2 separate regions of the Drosophila melanogaster genome follow, and region 2 is linked to region 1. The links are chromatin contacts, called in public Hi-C maps. All regions are on one chromosome and are shown on one strand. The core of a region is the stretch at or near the end of the contact, and the rest is flanking DNA. Distances in the headings are between cores, read along the strand shown.

Evidence for each region. Hi-C and Micro-C count contacts between places; a contact is called where the count stands out from the background.
Region 2: a contact with region 1 is called in a Hi-C map of the Kc167 cell line, with 5 times the contacts expected there. A contact is called at or near these places in 14 of 107 Hi-C or Micro-C datasets (the Kc167 cell line, the OSC cell line, the S2 cell line and 6 more) and 2 of 7 datasets of targeted methods (both in the Kc167 cell line).

The regions. Positions count from the first base shown.
Region 1 is chr3L:20,516,976-20,523,183 of dm6, forward strand. BNIP3 (BNIP3,) reads right to left here and starts at 2,418. Exons shown (of 5, transcript NM_206403.2): 1 at 2,242-2,418. It overlaps mTerf3 (mitochondrial transcription termination factor 3), which reads right to left and starts at 3,797. Exons shown (of 2, transcript NM_140983.3): 1 at 2,979-3,797; 2 at 2,615-2,919. The coding sequence starts at 3,765. The coding sequence ends at 2,642. It overlaps CG5104, which reads left to right and starts at 4,034. Exons shown (of 4, transcript NM_140984.3): 1 at 4,034-4,252; 2 at 4,440-4,609; 3 at 4,685-4,802; 4 at 5,180-5,459. The coding sequence starts at 4,181. The coding sequence ends at 5,311. It overlaps Pss (Phosphatidylserine synthase), which reads right to left. Exons shown (of 6, transcript NM_001275189.1): 6 at 5,465-5,706. The coding sequence ends at 5,669.
Region 2 is chr3L:21,025,102-21,031,229 of dm6, forward strand. It overlaps skd (skuld), which reads right to left and starts at 2,333. Exons shown (of 13, transcript NM_168879.3): 1 at 2,195-2,333; 2 at 1-447. Pdss2 (Decaprenyl diphosphate synthase subunit 2) reads left to right here and starts at 2,814. Exons shown (of 3, transcript NM_141020.4): 1 at 2,814-3,556; 2 at 3,615-3,804; 3 at 3,984-5,040. The coding sequence starts at 3,207. The coding sequence ends at 4,790. CG10584 reads right to left here. Exons shown (of 1, transcript NM_141021.2): 1 at 5,179-6,128. The coding sequence ends at 5,324. It also overlaps asRNA:CR45801.

The DNA.
Region 1 (6,208 bases), core at 1,168-3,667:
AAGGAGTACAGTGTAGCGTTCCTAAAAACTACCTAATAATACAACCAACTGATTACATGTATACGCATATATATAATCACACATACGATCACACCCAACGCCTCTTATATCATCTATTATTCACTTTCTAATTAATTAAAATTAATTTTTTCTATAATTTTGTAATGTCACATTATAAATTTAAAATCTTCCTGGTATTGCTTTCTCTCGAGTTATCACTGTACAATCATCTAATTTAGACACTTTCGCGATGGAATCAGTTACAGAATAATTCAGATCACTCACGTGGCACACCAATCATGCTGACAATTGAATACTAAATGCATCGTCTAGACGAAAAGGATGATGCATTTATGATGGAAATGTTGCGAAAATAGAAAATGGAAATGCCCGTATGTCAGGTAGACGCAGAAGTTTTGCACAGGTAAACAATATTTGGAGCATTATCGGGAATCCGGGTTACAGGTACGAAAATGGAAACAAAAACAAAAGCAAAAGTGCACAGAAGGGTGGCAAAAACAAAAACAATGGCTTTGTGACTCACGGCACGTAGGCCTCTCTCCCTCTCTTTCGGCCAACCACCCTCCGTCTCTCTCTAACAATCACTCCCCCTCTCTCTCTCTCTTTCTACCCTACCCTCTTCGGGCTTTGTCGGGTGTGCATCTTGATGCGCAGCTGTCCAAAAGACCCTGAGTTGGGCCCATTGAACCGCCTTTATTATTGGATGGATGACTCCTCGGTATCATGATACGATTTCTTGCGTAGTATATGGCACAGTGCACAAAGAAAAAATGTTTCTCTAAGTTGGTCATTCATTTCGCACGTGTTTTAAGGTCAAGAAACAGATCAAGCCGGCGCATTACTTACACACTTATTTCATATACATATGTACATACTTAGCTTTAAAAGATTAATATCAGATTCATTCAAACGTATAGAAATACATATGAATAATATTTATATGCTATCATTGATAACGGAATTCCACATCCAAACTGTGTCAAACCTTTCAAAAGTGATGTATTTCATAACATATGGTTCGATTTGGGCTAAAACTGATTAGATTAATACTGCTTGGATGGTAGTAAATTGAAAAACAAATTTTTCGTCCGGCATTACTTTTGTGAGTGACTTTGCAGAATTGTAGTATAATTTCTGTGGTAGTCAACAACCTTTTCGACAAACAAACAAAGTGCTTTCAAGCAGTCAACCAAAAAGATTATACTTTATGTCAACAAAATATTTCAACATTTCGTGCAATTCCTAAGAAAATTTATTGAATATTGTCCATCATACGATTTTCATAAAATTAAGAGATTTTGAAAAACACATTCAAGTACGTTGATGAGTATAAATTTATATAACCTAGTTTTTCCGCGAGTGTAAACGTGGATGTTGATAAAGTGGGCAGCCGAAATACAATTGAAGCGAATATGCCAAAGGCGCAATTTCTGGAAACGACCGATAGGGAAATGCCCTCCCACAAAATGTATTTATTTACGAATTATTTTAGCAAGCCAGACGGAAGAAGAAGACCGGGTCGGGGAAATGGGGAGCGCAAAAAGTAAACCACAACTGACGTCAAGCGTGCTAAGTGCAAAGTAAAGGAACAAGACATGACATGAATGAAAGAGCGGAGGGAGAAAGAGTGCGTTGGCAGCTTCTTTGTCTTTGTTTTCATACGGAGTTTTGCGGATTCTTTGTTGTCTCTCTTTCTTTCTCGCCCCCTCTGCGGAGCAAGAACAAGTGCAAAGTAAACAAATAAAAGCAGAAAGAAATCAAAAAGCAGACAACGCAAAGCCTTGAAAAAATATGGGATGCGGATACTAACAAATTGCAAACAACTCCATAAATACATACACATGTCTAGATACTCTCGCAACAACAACAATGCGGCATAACGGGTTACCATGTTATTGTTATGATTGTAAAAAGGGGAGACGCAAAAAAACACGAATGAAAGAGCAAAGCAGACGAAAACAAACAACTTACCGCCCAGCAAATCTTCGCTCGATTTTGGTGTCGTAGACATTTTGTTTTTGTTTATCGGTATGTGTGTTCAACACGTCAACACCAAAGATAACTTGGGTTTATTGCTTATTATTAACTCGCTTTAAAGTTAAACTATTTCTATTATTCTTTCGTGAGTTTGACCAAGTTTTTTTTGGCCCTTCCGTATGTCTGCCTGTGTTTGTGTATTCGCTTTTGCTGTTTATGTATGCGTAGGAAAATGCGTTTTACTTTTCGTTTGGCGCTGTTTCTCCGCCGCTGCACTCGATTTGACTATAACTACTGGTTTCGGACTGAAGCCAACCGCTGGAGCTCCGAAATATTGCAACTTTGTTTAATGCTTCTCCCGAAGCGACTGTCTTGTAACTAAAATTAAACACGATTCGTTTCTACGCACAAGCTTAATGCGTAGTTTAAATCTTTTGTTGCTGTCCAGTGTGACCAGATGGAGAAACGGTAGCAATCCAGGTGCGTGTCTATGTTTTCCTACATCTGGCATCCCTTGTATCAAGTAAATTTATTGGTGGTTATTTTTAAAATGATAAAACTTGGTTTCTGTTGACTTTTGAAAATATATGCATATGCATATATGAATATGAAAAGTATATATACATTTACTTTTATTTTATTCTTATCTCGTTTTCAAAAACAAATCAAATGTTTCCAAATCACTTTTAGCCACATTTCGGACGAAATAAAAGTTATTGCCTTCCACTATAGTTTTTGGCGATATATACAGGTCTTTTTGCGGATCATATTGCGCTCTTCCAAGCAATTTCAGGAACTCATGACGTTCCCGCAGTCTAAATTCGCGTGAGGCCAAAAGCTCCGGGCACTGGACAATCTGGGCATGTGGAAGGCCCATATCCTGGTGAATGTAACTAAATCGCTCGACAAGATCATCCGGAGCTGCAAGGATAAGTTGTTTAATTACAAATGTCCTTAATTTTGAATGTAGATAGACTTACGAATCATCAAGAGGCGCGGCTTTCGTACCACCAGGTCACTTAGCTCCTTGGCATTGAATCCCATTTCCTCCTTAAGGGTGAACACAGACTTGCGGAGGTGTTCCATATTGTAGGTAATGGCATTGGGTTCTCTGGTGGCCAACAGTCGCAGATCATGACCACTCAATTTGAACTCCTTTTGGAAGTAACCCAATCGACGATCCACTCGCCTGGTGGAGAACATCAGCCAATAAGGATTCTGGGTGAGAATTCTTTGCCTGGCTTCGTCCGAGAATCTCTTGCTTTTTAGATAGTTCACTCTGGTCTGCAGATCGTCCAAGTCCTCCTTGAACAGCAGCGGGTTCTTGGTGAACATCCTGCCGAAGTCATCGGGTGATACGCCCTGATCCACCAGGAACGTTATGTAGGGCTTCACATTTTTCTCGAAATCCAGCTTCAGTACAAAGTCTCCCAATCCCTTTCGCCGTTCAATACTGTGCAGATCCACTCCCAAGCTGAGAAATTGCTGCAGGGTACTCGAGTTGTTCACATAGGCCGCCAAATTGAAGGAAGGCACATGGGCCTCCCGATTTCGGAAGTCCAGAGCCACTTCTTTGGAGCCTTCACATTCCGCAGGCTCGGTCTTCTTGTCATTCTGTTTGGTGGTTATACCCGGTGATGTTAACACTTCTACCTCATGGTGGACACTTTGTTGTCCTCGCAGATTTCGTATTTGTGAGGTAATTGTTGCGTTTTTAGCCGCATTTTGTGAATTCCTCAAAATGTTACGTAGAGCTGAACAAAACATGCTGGAGGCGTTGCCAGATGTCGCGAATGTGACCAGCAGTTGGCTGCCAAAGTTTCTAAATATGGCATGCTAGCTAGAAAAAGCTAAAATTATATTTTGAATATGATTTTGATATAAAAACATATTTGTTTTTAAATGGATATTCTTGAACAAAAATGCACTACTAATATCTGATTTCTTTAGTTTTTTTATGAAGATATATATAAAATTGCAAATTGTTGGTATAATTTTTAATCGGACGGTATATGTTAACGGTTACCACCACGGTCACACTAGGTATGATCTTGGATTTATTTTGGTGTGAAAATTCCGGAGCATAAAAACAGAAGAGACCCTTGTATGTGCAAAACCCCCCGAGAGGAGTGCCGGTAATTCCAAGTCAGCCACCTGTTGAACATTATTCAATCGCCGCATAATGGACAAGTTGCGCCGCGTTCTGAGTGGAGATGAGCCCACTCCGGAGGAGGAGAGCAGTATCATTACGCAGGTGAAGAAATTTTCTAATGGTACAGATCTCATTAGATCCCTTAACATATTCTGGCTGGAGGAATTATGATTATGGCGTGGCTTAGGAGCTAGCCGCTGGCAACGCCCCGCGATCACATGGCGCCCCAAGCCGTGTGACCCAACGCTTATCAAAGTATTTAGTTAATATCAATCAATTACATACGCAGATCAACGACATGTCCACTTTGAGCTGGTCCACTCGGATCAAGGGATTCGTCATCTGCTTTGCCTTGGGCATCTTACTTTCCCTACTCGGCTCGGTCGCCCTATTTCTGCACAGGGGCATTGTGGTCTTTGCGGTCTTCTACACTCTAGGAAACGTCATCTCGATGGCCAGGTGAGCGAGTTGCTGGTTCCGTTCCACTCGTACTTCACACAAGCCGGCTAATGAGTCTCTCTTCTCCGGTTTCAGTACCTGCTTTCTCATGGGTCCCTTCAAGCAGATCAAGAAAATGTTTGCGGAAACACGGCTGATCGCCACCATCATCGTGCTCGTCATGATGGTCCTGACGTTCATCGCTGCTATTGTGGTAAGGCGTCCATGCTCAAATCGAAGATATCACAATTATTTAGGGTTCGGTCGTTAACTTTTATAATCAAGTTAGTTTTATAGCGATAGCATGACGAATTTGTTTGCAGGTTTTGTAGAAAACTTTTCCTTAATGTTTAGACTTTAAAGTTATCCAATGAAATAGCGATCCAAATCTTATACATACTTCATGAACTCACAGTAAAGTTAAATGAAAGCTTTTAGCATTTTACTTTTAATATTAATAACACAGTTTCACATGCCCTAGCAATTAAATTCTGAATATTGGTTTAATTCTTATTACTTGAACAAAAAAACAGTACGATGCAATCGATGTGTGCACTTAATATGTTATTATTTTTATTTGATTGGCTTTAGTGGAAAAAGGCGGGACTCACGCTTATATTCATTATCATACAATCTCTGGCCATGACCTGGTACTCGCTGTCGTACATCCCCTACGCCCGCGATGCGGTCAAGAAGACCATGTCGGCAATTCTGGAGGTCTAGAATCAGATGCGCTTCTGTACATAGCTCGAGAAAAGCCAGATTGGTTTGTAGCTTAAGCTAAGACAATTAAATCTTTTGTATTGTATTAACCTAGCACTAGAACATAGAATGTCCTTTATATTCTCTTATTAACAAGTACAATAATTCCATTTTGTCTTTTTAATAAATATATATATATATATATATATATCTTTTATACATATATATATATATATTTACATGTTATGTATTTAATTTAATCAGTACAGTTTTCTTTAGTTTATGTACATAATTCTCTTCTCTGTTTTGGTTTTTAATTTAAAGAATGGCCCGATCCACTTTGTTTCTGCAGCTTTAAAGTTTATTTATATCAACTTCTTATTTTAGTTTCTTCTCTTTTTGCGGCGACAATTTACCTAGAAAAGTGAAATGAAAAATTGTAGATCAAAAGTAGCAGATATAAAAGTTAACAATAACTGGTTAGACTATTTTAATTTTAATATCGTAGTGCATGATGTTGGGTGCATCAATGGAATTACTCCTTGGCAATTGTGCTTTTTTGTGGCAATGCAATCCGCGGAGAATCGGAGAAGGAGAAAGAGACAGAGAAGGGGAGAAACGCAAGGAGAATTTAAATTGAGAGCAAATTGAGTTGATAAAACATTGTGGTTAACCATAAATTGAGCCAATAATAAAGAAAGTCAGCGGGCGCAAAAAAGAAAGTTAGTCGTAAGGCAGGCAACATTAAAGGGACTGAAATGATCGAAATTTGCTATGCCACAATTAAGCACAATAGTTATCCTATTTTACGGAGTTATCCAAATTATCCACCATAGACATGAACAGACGTTTTGAACAACCCTACACAATTCAAAGATAATTGTTCATATTTTAACCCATTTAATGTTGCTTGCAGTT
Region 2 (6,128 bases), core at 1,083-3,582, 510 kb after region 1:
TTATTTATCCGATGTGTTGTTATTTGTTGTTGATTTTGATACTCTGTAGTATTTTGCACATTTGCTTGCTGCTTTTTCTGCTCTTTTTATTTTGGATTTTTATTTTTTATTATTGATTCTGCTGCACGCACACAGCAATACTCTCTCACACACACACACAACGGTATAGGCACGGACACACACGCGAGAGAGACGACACACACGGATACACAAATAATGAAGAGCTCTCTTTCGTCTCGTTTCTTTACTTTCGATATTTTGTGGTTGTTGTTGTGGTGTTAGATTTTGTTTGTAATTTGCTATTTGATGTTTGGTTTTGATTTTTATTATGTGTATTTTGTATTTATCTGCTCTCTGGGGAGAGTATGTTAGCGTAAACGTTGCTTTGGCAATGAAACACACATACTGTAGAATTAAGCATGTTGCTTTTGTTGTTGTTGGTTAAAGCTGGAATATAAGAAGAATTAGACTTTGAGCACACATTTTTCCCGCTTGGCATATGTTTTCTTTTCCGAAAGAGATGCATTTATTAGTTAATTTTCTTATTGTTTTAACTTGCTTATTTGTTGCTACACTCACTCAATCACACACACACATCTAGATCACAATTACAAGGGTTCGTTCATTCGCTGTTTCATTCATGCAAAAAGAGAGCAAGCAGAGAGAGAGAGCGACTCAGAAATTGACTTTTTTCAGCCACAGGCAGCGAGTATACACCGCACACACACATTTACTTCTAGAAACACACAAACGACGATGAAAGTCGTTGGATTTTCGTTAATCGTTGATGTAGACAAAATAAAATAGGTAAGAGTTTTCGGCTGTATTCGAATTCAAACCCAACCAATTTATGTTTAATCAAAAAGAACTACACATTTATAGAGCGCAAATCAAGATGAGTAATCAAGGAAAACACCAACACATGCACTCGCACGTACTGTGAACACACAAAACTCGAAGCTGCGACTATTTTTTGGTTTCGAAAAACAACAGTAGCTCAAAATATTTATTAATATTTAATCTATTACTCAGGCTTGAATTTCTTGCGTTGTATTTAGTGTTTTTTGCGCACGAATGACGAGTCAGAAATTTTCGAACCGACTGCGAACGCTGGTCGCCACACACAATGGAAATTTTGCTCGCCTAGCTTTGAATCGGCCATATATATGGTATATAGCCAGTATGTAGTGTAGTTGTACCAGCGGCGAGTGGCGAGAGAGCAGAAGAGGGCGAGTAGCGGCCGAATTCGAATAGCGGCTTTTGCTCTTTTTGCTGAGCAGAGAGTGAGAGAGAGGAGAGAGGGAGAAAACAAGTTTTACCAGCTAACTGCATATGCATTGGTGTGCGTGTGCGTTAGTGGCGTCGGCGTCTGTTTATCTCGCTCTCGCTCGCTCTTTGTGCATCTCTTGGGGATGCAACCATTTTGAGCGAGAGGCAGACAGAGAGAGACCGAGCACATAGATCGATTAAATTAAGGGAAAAATCTCAAACTAAAACGAAACTCGAAGGAAATCCGAAATTCCATAAATTATGCACTATACAACACTACATAGCACACACACGCACGCAAATATGTAGAGTGCGAAACGTGATACATAGACGGGCAGCAGCATTCCTCTCACACACACACGCATCAACCATACACCTACATGGCAGAGCAACCACTTTCGTAGTTTTCCTTTCGCACCGTTTTCTCTGTTTCTGGGCAGTAATGTGTGTGTACACATCAAATTTTCTGATTTTTACTTTCGGCCACTCGAAATAGCCGGAAAAAAATGCCATCGATAACTAAAATCGCACAGTTGTTGCATATTCCTCTTTCTTACACTCTCCTCCTTTTCCACCTCTTTCTTTCAATCACACACACACTACATAGGCACACCGCCGGGGCAGCGACCGCTAGAGCAATTAAAAACCATTAAACATTTCCGCTGCCAATGCTTAAACACGTCTTGAAAATCATTTAATGATTTTGCGCCACAATTATTTGTCAAACAACGGCACTTGGGCATTATTATTTATATTTAATTTGCTGCACCTCTTGCACGCATACACGCATACAGCACACACGCACACCCTCTCACTTCTCGGGCAATCGCTTTTGCATTTGCATTTTTGATCACTTTTCTACGTTTTAATCGCCGTTTTTGATGTTCTTTCCGACTACCGATGTAAACTTGTCTTGAATCTTTACATTTTGTGCCACTTTATCTATCGCATTCGCATACGGAAAAATCTGCGATCGATTTTTATAACAATTCGCAACAAATATGAGGGAAAACTTGCCGTCGGCGGCAGAGCCAGTGTTGCCAGCTAGCACAGACAGAAAACTACTAAAGAGGTGGCACAAAAGCACTAATAAATACCACAGAACACTAAGTCTTCACAATGGGAAGTTCAAAATATACAACAAATTAATACTTCTTAATTTAGAATGGTATATTTTTTAAATTATTTGTTCTATGTCTTCAAAGGTATTACACATCTTATATATAAATAAATAAAGGATCTCTTAAATTTAATTTAATAACGGTTATAGAAACCTTTTAATGAAATGGTTTAAGTGGTGCGAATGCGTAAAGTGATTGGAATGAAGTGTAAAATAAAAGATATTTTTATTCTGTTTGAATCAATTCCGTCAACTGATTGTTTGATCCTTCTTAAAACAAATTTTTTTAAAGGTGAATACAAACTATAATAAATTGTACAATAGAAGAATTTGTAATCTATTAAAATGGAAACAAATAAGTGTTTTGTCACCACTAGCATCCAATTGCATCGCTAACACCAGCCACTTGTGTTCCCATCCCTAAGAGTGACCGTACTCCCCATGGCCAAAAAGTGTGCACCGAAGCGGCGCTGCCGTGCGAAAACCTGTTCCCGCTCAAGACCGCCGTTACACACCCCCTGCGCCGCCTCCTCGGAATTCCATGACACTGCGTGGGGCAATAAAAACAAACAGAACGCTTGGCGGCCACCTGAGAGCGGAGCAGCGACCAACTGTAAAAGTGGGCCGCCCGGGAAGAAGAAGAAGCAGCGTAGGCAGCAGGTGACGCCGACAGCGACGTCGGCAGAGACGCAAGCAGCGACGGACCTCGAAGATTTCACTTTTCGACGAACGATTTAACTGAGCGGAGCTAAGAAACGCGATTTTCATACAAGCAATTGAAAAAAATAGTCGTGTTGTAGGCGAAAATAACTAGAAAATGGCCATGTACCGCGCCAGTGGGTTAAGGATTATGCAACAGATGCGACGCAGGATTCCCGTCGAACTGCAGCCACTCCAAGTGGCCAAAGCTGCGCCTGCGCTGCAAACTTTCACTTCTCAGCGCTGGACTTCGACGACGACGACCAGTGGAAAGCATGCCAGTCCACAGGTTACGACCCCGCCCCCGAGACACGACTGGAATAGGGCGGTCAGCGAGGCGGAGCGCATCGTCGGCTATCCCACATCCTTCCTCAGTCTGCGCTGGCTGCTCAGCGACGAGATCGCCAATGTGGCGCTGCACCTGCGCAAACTGGTGGGCAGCGCCCATCCGCTGATGAAGACGGCCAAGTGAGTGGTGCTGAAGGGCTTATAGGGCGTTGAAATTTATGTGAATCTTCCGCTTCAGGCACCTGCTCTACAATGGCAAGAACACGATGCAAGCCTGGGGATTGATAGTGCTCCTGGTGTCCAAGGCCGCAGGACATGCACCCAGTGTTCCAGACGTGGAGCAGGACAAGAGTGCCGGAGTGCTGCACTCCCAAAGGGCTTTGGCCGAGGTCACCGAGATGATACGGATATCTCATCTGGTGCACAATGTAAGTTTTTGATCAAATGCATTCGAAAGTTACTCGTAAACTGAAAGTGGTTTGTATGCAAATGAGTTTAACTTTCCTCAAATTTAGTTGACGAAACTCAAGAAACGAACATCAATATGTCATTGGTCGAGCTGATGCCTCATAGATTATAAAAATATTTACACTTGGTCCCATTTTAGAGCGTGGTTAATCTGCAATCGAGCACGCAGGCTGGGCAGGATGTGGACACCTACGACGACATGTCGTTTGGCAACAAGATCGGCCTGCTGACCGGCGACTATCTTCTGGGCCATTCCAGTGCGGAGCTGGCTAATCTGCGCAACCAGGAGGTGGTGGAGCTGATCTCGTCGGCGGTGCGAGATTTTTCCGAGTCGGAATTCATTGGAGAGCGTGATGAACAGAACAACCCGCTGCCTTATAAGCCAGGAACCTTCCAGCGACCATCTCTCAGCGTTGGAGTGGATTTCAACGAGCACGACGTGATGACGCCAATGCCGATTGCCCAGGTTCTCGGCAATCCGGAGGAGGAATGGGAGTGCCGTAATATCCTTAATGCGGGTAGCCTGCTGGGCAAATCCTGCCAAGCTTCGCTAAAGCTGGCCGGACAGAGTGAGGAACTGCAGCGACATGCTTACCGCTTTGGCAAACATTTGGCGCTCGCTTGGCAGGCTTGCTTGGATGCCGAACCTTTTCAGTGCCCCCAACTGCCGCTAGATGTTACTTTCAGTCTGGTTAGTGCTCCAGTCCTATTCCACTTGGAGCACGACCCTGGCATGTATTCTCAATTGGAGGCTGGCAAGCAGTCGGTCGATAACATCGACTACGACAAGATCCACAAGGCCATTCTGGCCGGGCCGGCTTTGGCCAAAACCAAGGAACTGCAGCGGAAGCACACAGCCGCTGCCCTGGCCGTTCTGCAACATTTCCCGGCGACGGACGCTCGACAGGCTCTGGAGAACATCATTCTGGCCATGCAGGATCTTTGATCCCGAGCAGCAGTTACTGATTTTTCACGGGTTCAGGGCTTAGGTTAGTTGTATTTATTCCGTTGGGTAATTTTTCAGTAAAGCAGACGTTGTTGACTAATCTTTAATGATTCATTTAAAGTAAAGTTTAAATGCTTTATTTTTCTGAACTTCAAGTAATACTTGGTGCAAGGTCACAAAAATATATTTTGTAAATCGTCTTGTATCGCAAAAGTTCATTTTTATTATAAGGGAAAATATAGTTCGTCATAAAAAAGGTTGTATGTTCATATTTACATAACATAGAATTGGAGGATTTGGAAACATTCGAGACTGTAAGATTTTTTTCGCAGCCTTGAAATACAAGGCAAGAGTCCCAATTTGCAGCCAATAATTTTCCAAAAAAAATATCGTCACAATCAATGTTATTAGTTTAATTCCGGTGATATCTCAACCTAACGTAACAAAGCCATAATTTAACTAAATTATTAAGGTACATCGAGGGGCCATTTGAATCTAAGAAGCGGAACGTCTTTATGTGTGATTTACGCATTTTAACGACTGATGATCTTCATCAGAACCAGTTGCTTGCAGCGATCGTACTCGAAATACTGGGGGAAATCCAGAGGCAGGTGCTCCATGATCCACGGCTTGTTCACCGTCTGCCGGATGAGGTACTCATACATGGGAGCCACCGAATCGCAATCCTCCAGTGTGAACACATAGCGCTTCTCCAGTGCCATGTATATCGTTTTGGGTCTCCCAGTTTGGCGACCTCGATCCAGGAGGTTATCCAAGACGCAGATGAAGGCATCGGTTAGCGTATCACAGTAGATGACATCGGCAGCTAGGATTATATCGCTATTGTCTATGGCCTCCAGCAGATCCTGCGAGTGATCCTCTTTTGAGGCGAGAAAATCAAACTCCAGAACTGATATCGTAGCGCGGAGGAGTTTTGAATTTCTTTGGACATTGCCGCGGATCAGCTTCAGTATGCATCCCAGGTCCACATCCGTGCAATAGATCCTTCCGTTATTGTGTATTCCGGCGGCAATGCTGGTCAGGCCGACACCAGCTCCCAGTTCCATTAGGGTTTTCTGGGAAAACTCATCCTTTTTGGAGAAAAGGTAGTCTGCCAGAAGAAGGGCTCCTCGCCACACCTGCAAGCCCACCAGCCGGAGCTCCGTGGCCTCGGAATGTTCCAATTCGATCACGCCACGTTTCGGCCTTGGCACCTCAAGGTCGCCGTCTTTATCCGTCCTAATCCCCGCCAGCTTCTCCTCCGGATAGACGAAACGGAACTTCGACAACACCTTACCTCCATCGCGGGTCGTCTGGTAGTTGTTCTCTCCGTAGATC